Regions from separate parts of the Mus musculus genome. Here region 1 is linked to region 2. Evidence: chromatin contacts called from public HiChIP or PLAC-seq data. All regions are on one chromosome and are shown on one strand. The core of a region is the stretch at or near the end of the contact, and the rest is flanking DNA. Distances in the headings are between cores, read along the strand shown.

Region 1 (3,917 bases), core at 434-2,933, 810 kb after region 2:
GTGGCCCCAACACCCATATGGTGGTTCCAGCCATGTAACCTGGTAAGAGATAATCAGGCTAAAAATCACCCCCAAATCTTGCTGACTAAGATGCCATACTGTAAACCACAGAACTCTGCTGAGTGGGGGACTAAGAAGCTGTCCAGATAAAGGCAAGACACACCTCCTTATCCAAAGTGGGATGGTTCGAAAGGCTTTGTGTGAGCATAGCCTCTGTAGCCGGTTATGTGAGCATAGCCTCTATAGCCGGGCATAGCCTCTATAGCTGGGCATAGCCTCTATAGCCGGGCATAGCCTCTATAGCTGGGCATAGCCTCTATAGCCCGACACAGCCTTGCCTGAATTTGTGTTAGTGAGACAGACTTCAGAGCAAGAAGAAAGGTTTCCTCTTCGCCCCTGTGAGGAAGAAACGTCTACAGACAGTGTAGCAATTAAATTATAAAAGTGATTCAGTTGGGCCCGGGAAACCAGTAAAAACAATACAAGTTAACTCTTAGTCCTGTGTGCCAAGACAACCTAGAGCCTTCCCGCTCTCCTTGCACTTACCTACCTAAGATGCCTTACATTGCAGACCCTGACAGTAAAGACCTTCTGCAGTGAGAGAGCAGGTGCTTCATCCATGACACAGCCACACCCTTCTCTCCACTTCTACTCCCATCCACTGAACTGTCACATACTGAAGGGGAGTGGCCCAAGGAGCTCCAGGTCCTATGTGCTTCTTAGAAAAACAGCAGTGTGCCCCAGGATTACCGGCAGCTTCAGAGTTGGAGTCTAGAAAGCAAACAACCCCACCCTAGACCTAATGGATGAACCCTCCCTCCTCCTCCACACTCTCTACTCCAGACACATCCCTCCCCATCCTGGCTTCCCCCACCCAGGTGCCTACGCAGATACAAAACAGGAGAAGGAAAAAAAAAACAAACCCTTCTTCTTTAGTGACAAAAACAAATAAACAAACAAACCCACAACAACAAAAACCCTTCCAGACTTTCTGAGGCAAAACAACAGGACAGCAGACATTCAAAGAGTTAGGCAAGTGACACTAAGGAAATCCCCCTCCCCCTTCCTGAATATACACTGTGTGAGATCAGTCTCCCAAAGCCCTAGGTGGCTGGGATAGGGTGCAACCAGATGTTTCGTATTAGTTGATCTGGATGCTTAAACGAGATGCAAGATTGATGGGGTAAGAATCAGCCACAAACCCTCTGTCAGCATTGGGTATACAGCTAGCTACAGGCCAGTCTCATCTGCTCGCCACTGTCCCACCCACCTCAGACTCAGCTGACCTTGCCCTTTGTGTACTCCATGACCTAGAGACCGACTCTCATCAACAGAGAGGGACTATAATCTGAAACCAGTCACTACCTGAGCAGGCAGTAGCAGGTCATAGTGTTCTGAAGCACTGGTCTTCCCAGCAGCAGGGCTCGTGAAAGCTTTCCTGTACAGGGCTGTTAGTTGAGATGAAATATGAAACAACCTGTTCCGGGCCATTTTCATCACCCACAAGGAAGTCCTGTAACCTTTAAGCAAATATCCCCCCATTCTTCTCTCCTCCCAGGCCCAATCTGCTGTGACCCCATGGTGAAGACTTCACGAAATAGAAAGCTACAGTATGATGTCTGCCTCACTTCCTCAGTGTTTTCAGGGTTGCCACATTATAACGTTTGTTAGTACCATGTTCCTCTTCATGGCTAATACTATTCCACTGTAATACATTCCTACTGTACACTACATAGCAGGACAGCTGCTCAGTTAGGATCAAACACTGTGTAACTGAACTTGGCTGCTCGCTGACATCATCTTTCTGAGTCCTTTAGTTGTCTCTAAGAAGTAGAAAGATGACACTCCCTGTTTCGTCCACGTCAAAGGAGATGTAAAGGGGAAGGGAGCAGAGTCCACATCTCTCAGCCACAGCCTTGTTCTCCATCTCCGTGCTATGTGATCCCGAGCCTGAAAGACATTCTGGCTTTCAGGCTCAACTCCGTTTCCTCAGTGCTACAGCTAATTAGCTCTCCCTCTCTGCTGCCCCATTGCTAGTTCTTCTTCAGCAGCTAAACCCAACTGCACACAATCCAACCGCTTGTACGTCTAAGCACTCCCTGCTGGGGTGTATGAGTGTCTATCATCTTTTCTAGAATGATGCGGAATCCGACCCCTGGAGAATAAAACCCTCATTCCCTTCTAGAATCCATGACATCTTGGTCCAGGAACCTTGCACAGGGGCCAGGCTCTTGGCAAGAACTCCCTCGTGCCTGGCCAGTTATTGACTGAGGTGTACCTGTGCATTTTCCTGACTATATTTTTAAAATGTTCATTTTAGACCTCGGCCAGGGGTTCCCCAGTGATTGATGTACCGGTGCAATATGGACTGTGGGCTACAGAAGGGGTAATCTGGAGATTCAGCCTGCATGCCTGCACCAGTTACTTAAGCATCCTGTGGCCATAATACCTGACAGAATCCACCTAAGGAAGAAAAATAATTATTCAGGTTCTCTACGTCAGAGGATCCACCCCAGCCTACCACAGTAAGGATGGCATGATGCTCACTGCAGAGGATCAAGAGGAAATAAGTCTTCACATTACAGCCCTGAAACTGAGCCACAACTTTTCAAACCCTGCTCTTAGCACCTACATACGACACTCAGGCCTCACGCCCCAAAGCCCAAAGGTCTATGACCTATTACTTTATAATGGGCTTCATGGGCTAGTTCTCCAGCTTAAAAAAAATTTGTATTTATCTGTGTGTGTGTGTGTGTGTGTGTGTGTGTAGATGTGCTCAGTGTGTGTGTTTGTGTGTGTATGTGTGTGCATTTGTGTGCACGTGTGTGTAGATGTACTCATGCTACAGCATGCAAGAACAAGTTAAAGGTTCCAGCTCCTTCCACGTAGTTCCTGGGGATCAAGCTTGGCCTTCCGTCCTCCTGACAGGCTCCTGCAGGCTCTGAGCCCTCTCCACAGCGGCTGCAGCCCCTTCTCTTTCCTCACTTGCTCTTTCCTACTCTTTGTTCTTCCTTGCTGAGCTTCCTGGCTGAGTCTTCTGACCCAGTGCAGGTTGTTTACTCCCTGCCATAGTTTTCTAAGTTCTAAAAGCTCCTCCTCATCTTTTCCTTTGTTTTGGGGGTAAGAAGTACAAGATCCTGGGCAGCAGCTGCTTCTGTTCTTGTTTCTTTTCTGCCACTTTCTTTTTTCCTGAAGGGCTTTTTCAGCCCGTGCTTTATAGTCTCTAGGGTACTTTGCTGAGTCAGGCTCATCTGCTGTGATTCAGCACAAAGCTATGCTTGAGTTCAGAGGTGCACTGCTCAAGTTTTAAATACTGAAACACACTGAAATATTTACACGGACAGTGATAGGGTGTTGGTGATTTCCTTCAAAATAAATGGTGGGAATGATCCAGTTACAGAGGAAGGAGAGCTGTGGGCTGGGACCTGACGAGGCAGAAGAGGATCCATGATGCCATTCTCCTCATGTGGGCATATGTCTTCCATAGGAAGAGGAAGAAGGGAAGAGGGAGGGAGAGAGAGGGAGAAGGAGGGAGAGAGGGGGGAAGGAGGGACAGGGAGGCATAGGGAGGGACAGGACGAAAGAGAAGGAGGGAGGAGGACACACCACAGCATCAATGCCTCTTCTACCCACAGGAGAACAATCTCTGAGTCTTAGCAAGGCAGAAAAAAGAAAACAGCACCAGGCATGAGCCAGGATGTGGGTCCTAGTGCCCCCTGTGATATCCTCTCTACAACTCCATTTCTCTACCTGACATTCTCAAAGTCTGTAATTCCCTGAAAGCTTCATCAGTCTTCCAGGACTCAGGCAAGCTCTGCCAACTGTCTTGAGGTAAGAAAGGTAAAACCCAAACTCAAGGGTAAAGATGAGTTGGGGGTGCGGGTGTGGTGGGCGTGGGTGAGGACTCTATGCCGGAG
Region 2 (3,949 bases), core at 1,171-3,670:
GGGGTGCTGGGAACCAAACTAGGATCTTCTTCAAGAGGAATAAGCACTCTTTTTTAAAAAAAAGATTTATTTATTATTATTATATCTAAGTACATTGTAGCTGTCTTCAGATGCACCAGAAGAGGGCATCAGATCTCATTATGAGTGGTTGTGAGCCACCATGTGGTTGCTGGGATTTGAACTTCGGAAGAGCAGTCAGTGCTCTTTAACCACTTGAGCTATCTCTCCAGCCCCAGGAATAAGCACTCTTAACTTCGGAATTATCCTTCAGCCCCTGCATGTCCAGTTCACTTTAAAGTTTTGTCTATTTTAAGATTTTTAAAGTTTGTGTGTCTGGGTGTTTTACCTGCATGAATATCTGTGTTCCACATTCATGTAGTACCCAAGGAGGTGTTACAGCCTACTGTTAGCCCCATGTGAGTGTCAAGATTTGTCTTTGGATCCTGGCTCTTTAGTCCTCTACAAGAGCAGCCAGTCGGGGCACTTAACCAGTGAGTCACGCCTCCAGCTCCTGCTGTAGGGCTTTGACAGCCCTGGAGTAAGTCCTTGAGAAAATGTCTCAGAGCCACAGGGCTGGCTTCATTCAAGGCTCCAGCACTTGCCAGCTGTGTGACCAAGAGCTTTTTGGTTTCAACTCTTCATTTTCTTTTTTGGGGGGATGGAGGGGGAAGGAGGGGAGGTGGAGTGGGGTGTGTGGTTTGACACAGGGTTTCTCTGTGTAGCCCCGACTGTCCTGGAACTCTCTCTGTAGATCAGGCTGGCCTAGAACTCAATATTTTCCTCTGGCTCTGCTTCCCAAAGGCTGGAATTAAGGGCCTGTGCCGCCACCTCTGGGCTCTGGTTCCAACTTTTCTTTAAGGGGAGAGTGGTAACTGGTGTTAGAGAGTTGGGGAAAGGCCAAAGTAGGCTAATTAATCTGACACTCCGAGCTCTATGCCATCCCATAATAAGATGAATGGCAGTTTTAACGAGATAGGATGATGGTTGTGAAGAGGCCACTGGATTTTGCAATTAGGTTGAAGGTGAACTTTGAGACCAGTTTCCGTGGGAAGGTGGGGAGGAAGTAGCAGAGGTGACTGAGAGCTGTCAAGTAAGGACCAAGGAACTGCCGTGGTGCCTGAGGAGTGGTATTGGGTCAGCTTCATGGGTTAAGAGGAGGTTTATCATTCTAAGCTCTAAAATGTAAGCTGAGCATGTTTGAAAGTTCAGGATTAAAGGGGTTGTGGACAGGGCAGGACTGAAGATAAAAGCAGTCAGGTGTGTGTCAAGAAGCAAAGTCTTAGTTCAGCTTGCCAGTGCACGTCTGCAAGTCCCTGCCCTGGGAAGCTCATGGCTCATGGCGATCCTTTACTACGGGGCAAGTTTGAATGGAGCCTAGGTTCTGTGAAAGCCTGTTTCAAAGAAGAGGCTAGAGATGACTCAGCTTGTGAAAATGCTTGCCACGTAAGTCTAACAAGCTGAGTTTGATTCCAGGATGCACAGTGGAAGGAAGAGAACCGACTCCAAAAGTTGTCCTCTGTGTCCTCTGATTGCCACATGTATGCTATGGCATATGTATGCTTACACACACACACACACACACACACACTCCCCACCACACATACACAGACACACAGACACACAGACACACACACTCCCTACTCCCCACCCCCACATAAGCATTCACATACAAACATCATACCACATACACACAAACACACATTCACACATATACCCCCCTACACACACATACACACAGCACACACACAGCACACAGACACTAAAATAAAATTACTGGGCTGGTGAAATGGCTCAGTGGTTAAGAGCACTGACTGCTCTTCTAGGAGTCCTGAGTTCAATTCTCAGCAACCACTTGGTAGCTAATAACCACCTGTAGTGGGATCTGGTGCCCTCTTCTGGTGTGTCTGAAGACAGCTACAGTGTACTCAAAATTAAAAAAGAAAAAGAAAAAGAAAGAAAGAAAGAAAGACCAAACAAGTAAAAGAAAATTACCTTTTTTTTTTTTTTTTTGGTTTTTCGAGACAGGGTTTTTCTGTGTAGCCCTGGCTGTCCTGGAACTCACTCTGTAGACCAGGCTGGCCTCGAACTCAGAAAACTGCCTGCCTCTGCCTCCCAAGAGCTAGGAAGAAAATTATTTTTAAAAGCAACAATAAAATAAAACAGAACAGAAAAGTCTCAAGAGCTGAGTCCAGTAGTGTATACCTGTAATTCCAGCATTGTCGAGGCTCAATCCAGAGGACTAAGTTTGATTAATCCTTTCTATACATAAAAAATAAACAAACCCCCTCACACCTTGGGAGGATAGCATACTGTTTAAGGCAGTTGAGCAGCAGCAAGAAACAAGTATCTGCAGGGCAGCCTATTTCCCTCTTTGCAGCGAAGCCGGAAGCACCATGCTGGCTGCTTTCCAAGGTATCCTCTGATCACCCCACTTCCTGGTTCTTGCTGCCTGTGTTTTACCCTCCAATGTTGAACTGAGGCTGAACCGTGTGATTGGTATATGGTAGAAACTATGTGGCACGCATTTGAATAATGTTCTCACAAAATAGGTGCTGAAATCCTAGCCTCCAGCACCACAGGGGTGGACCCTGCTCTGACAAGGCTGTGGTCCTTTTTAAAGGGGAAAGAAATTTAGACACAAAGATAGACATGCAGAGAAGGAAGATGACATAATACCATACTGAAAAGAGCAACCATTTGCTTGGAATGCCGAAATCTACAAGCCAGGAACATTGAGGATTGTCAACATATACCACCAGCTGGGAAGAGGCAAGGGAAGGCCTTCCCCAGGGCTGTCAGAGGGGAAGGACCCTCCAGACACTTTCAGTTTTGGCTTGTAGCCGCCAGAACTGCTTGTTAGTTGTTGGAATCCACAGTGTTGGTGCCCTAGGAAGAGGAATACACTAAGTCACAGTGCGTGAGGACATTGTTCCTGAAATTAGAATACAGTCACTGCAGCTTCTGTCTCAGATGCACTGTCTCCTAGAAGGCACCCTCTGTGGACAGCCAGCTATGACACAGCGGAGACACTCAGGTTGCTTACAGAAAGGCCCACGTGAGAGCAGTGATCAACAGTGAATGGCCAGCAAGGACTGAGGTGAGGTGCTCACATATTCTGGGTGAGCCTGGAAGCAGATTTCACTCTAAATGGGGAAATTGGGTGAGACCACTTCAAACCAGAACCACCCGAGTCACTCCTGAGTTCTTCCTGAGTCATAGGTAGAGTGACTGATGTGAACTGTCCAGGAGTGAACTGGACAATGTAAACTGAAGTCCTGACAGCCAACGGTGGCAGTTAACCCTGCAGGCCTAAGAGCTAGTGATTCCAGAGTCTGGCTCTTCTAGGAAGGTAATCTGTATTTGGTATGTGTCAAAATGACTTTTTTCTTTTTAAAAAAAGAATTATTTTTCTATTTTATGTATATGAGTACACTGTAGCTGTCTTCAGATACACCAGAAGAGTCCCATTACAGATGGTTGTGAGCCACCATGTGATTGCTGGGATTTGAACTCAGAACCTCCGGAAGAGCAGTCAGTGCTCTTAACTGCTGAGCTATCCCTCCAGCCTGAAATGACTCTTTTAAATTAGAGTCAAATGTGGGACAGAAGGAAAAGCTAAAGCAAGAGTTGAAATCGGTGTTGGGATGGTAGTGTAGCTCATTGGATAGAGTATGTGCTTAGCAGGTGGAAGTTCTGGCTCTGATCCCTAGCATGGAATAAACCAAGTCTCGGGTACCTATGCCTGTAAACTCAGTACTCTGGAGGCAGAAGCCAGAGAATTATGAATTCAAGGACAGACTGGAGAGATGACTTAATCAATCAAATGGTCTTGATTCATAGCAAAATTTAACACCAAACACTATGTATGGCTCTGCAAAGAATTTGAGTTTTGTCAACAATTTCTGAATTAGGTGGAATTACTGCTGTCTGTCTCTGCTTAAGATGATGT

What was found. HiChIP or PLAC-seq counts read pairs in DNA pulled down with a chosen protein or histone mark.
Region 1: a contact with region 2 is called in an H3K27ac HiChIP or PLAC-seq map of acute myeloid leukemia, with 4 times the contacts expected there. The contact joins two enhancer-like sites. A contact is called at or near these places in 1 of 39 promoter capture datasets (embryonic stem cells) and 4 of 115 datasets of contacts at active chromatin or transcription factors (acute myeloid leukemia, bone marrow-derived macrophages and embryonic stem cells).

Annotation. Positions count from the first base shown.
Region 1 is chr12:81,744,953-81,748,869 of GRCm38.p6, forward strand. All of the region lies in intron 2 of Map3k9 (mitogen-activated protein kinase kinase kinase 9), which reads right to left. Among named protein-coding and RNA genes, the nearest start is that of Map3k9, 34 kb to the right of the region's middle. Within about 2 kb of position 1,684, at least 22 of the 459 cell types and tissues checked have an H3K27ac peak or open chromatin away from gene starts, as enhancers often do. A contact at or near this core is called in acute myeloid leukemia, where this site is marked.
Region 2 is chr12:80,936,436-80,940,384 of GRCm38.p6, forward strand. No RefSeq gene overlaps it. Among named protein-coding and RNA genes, the nearest start is that of Gm20337, 7.0 kb to the right of the region's middle. Within about 2 kb of position 2,421, at least 152 of the 459 cell types and tissues checked have an H3K27ac peak or open chromatin away from gene starts, as enhancers often do. A contact at or near this core is called in acute myeloid leukemia, where this site is marked.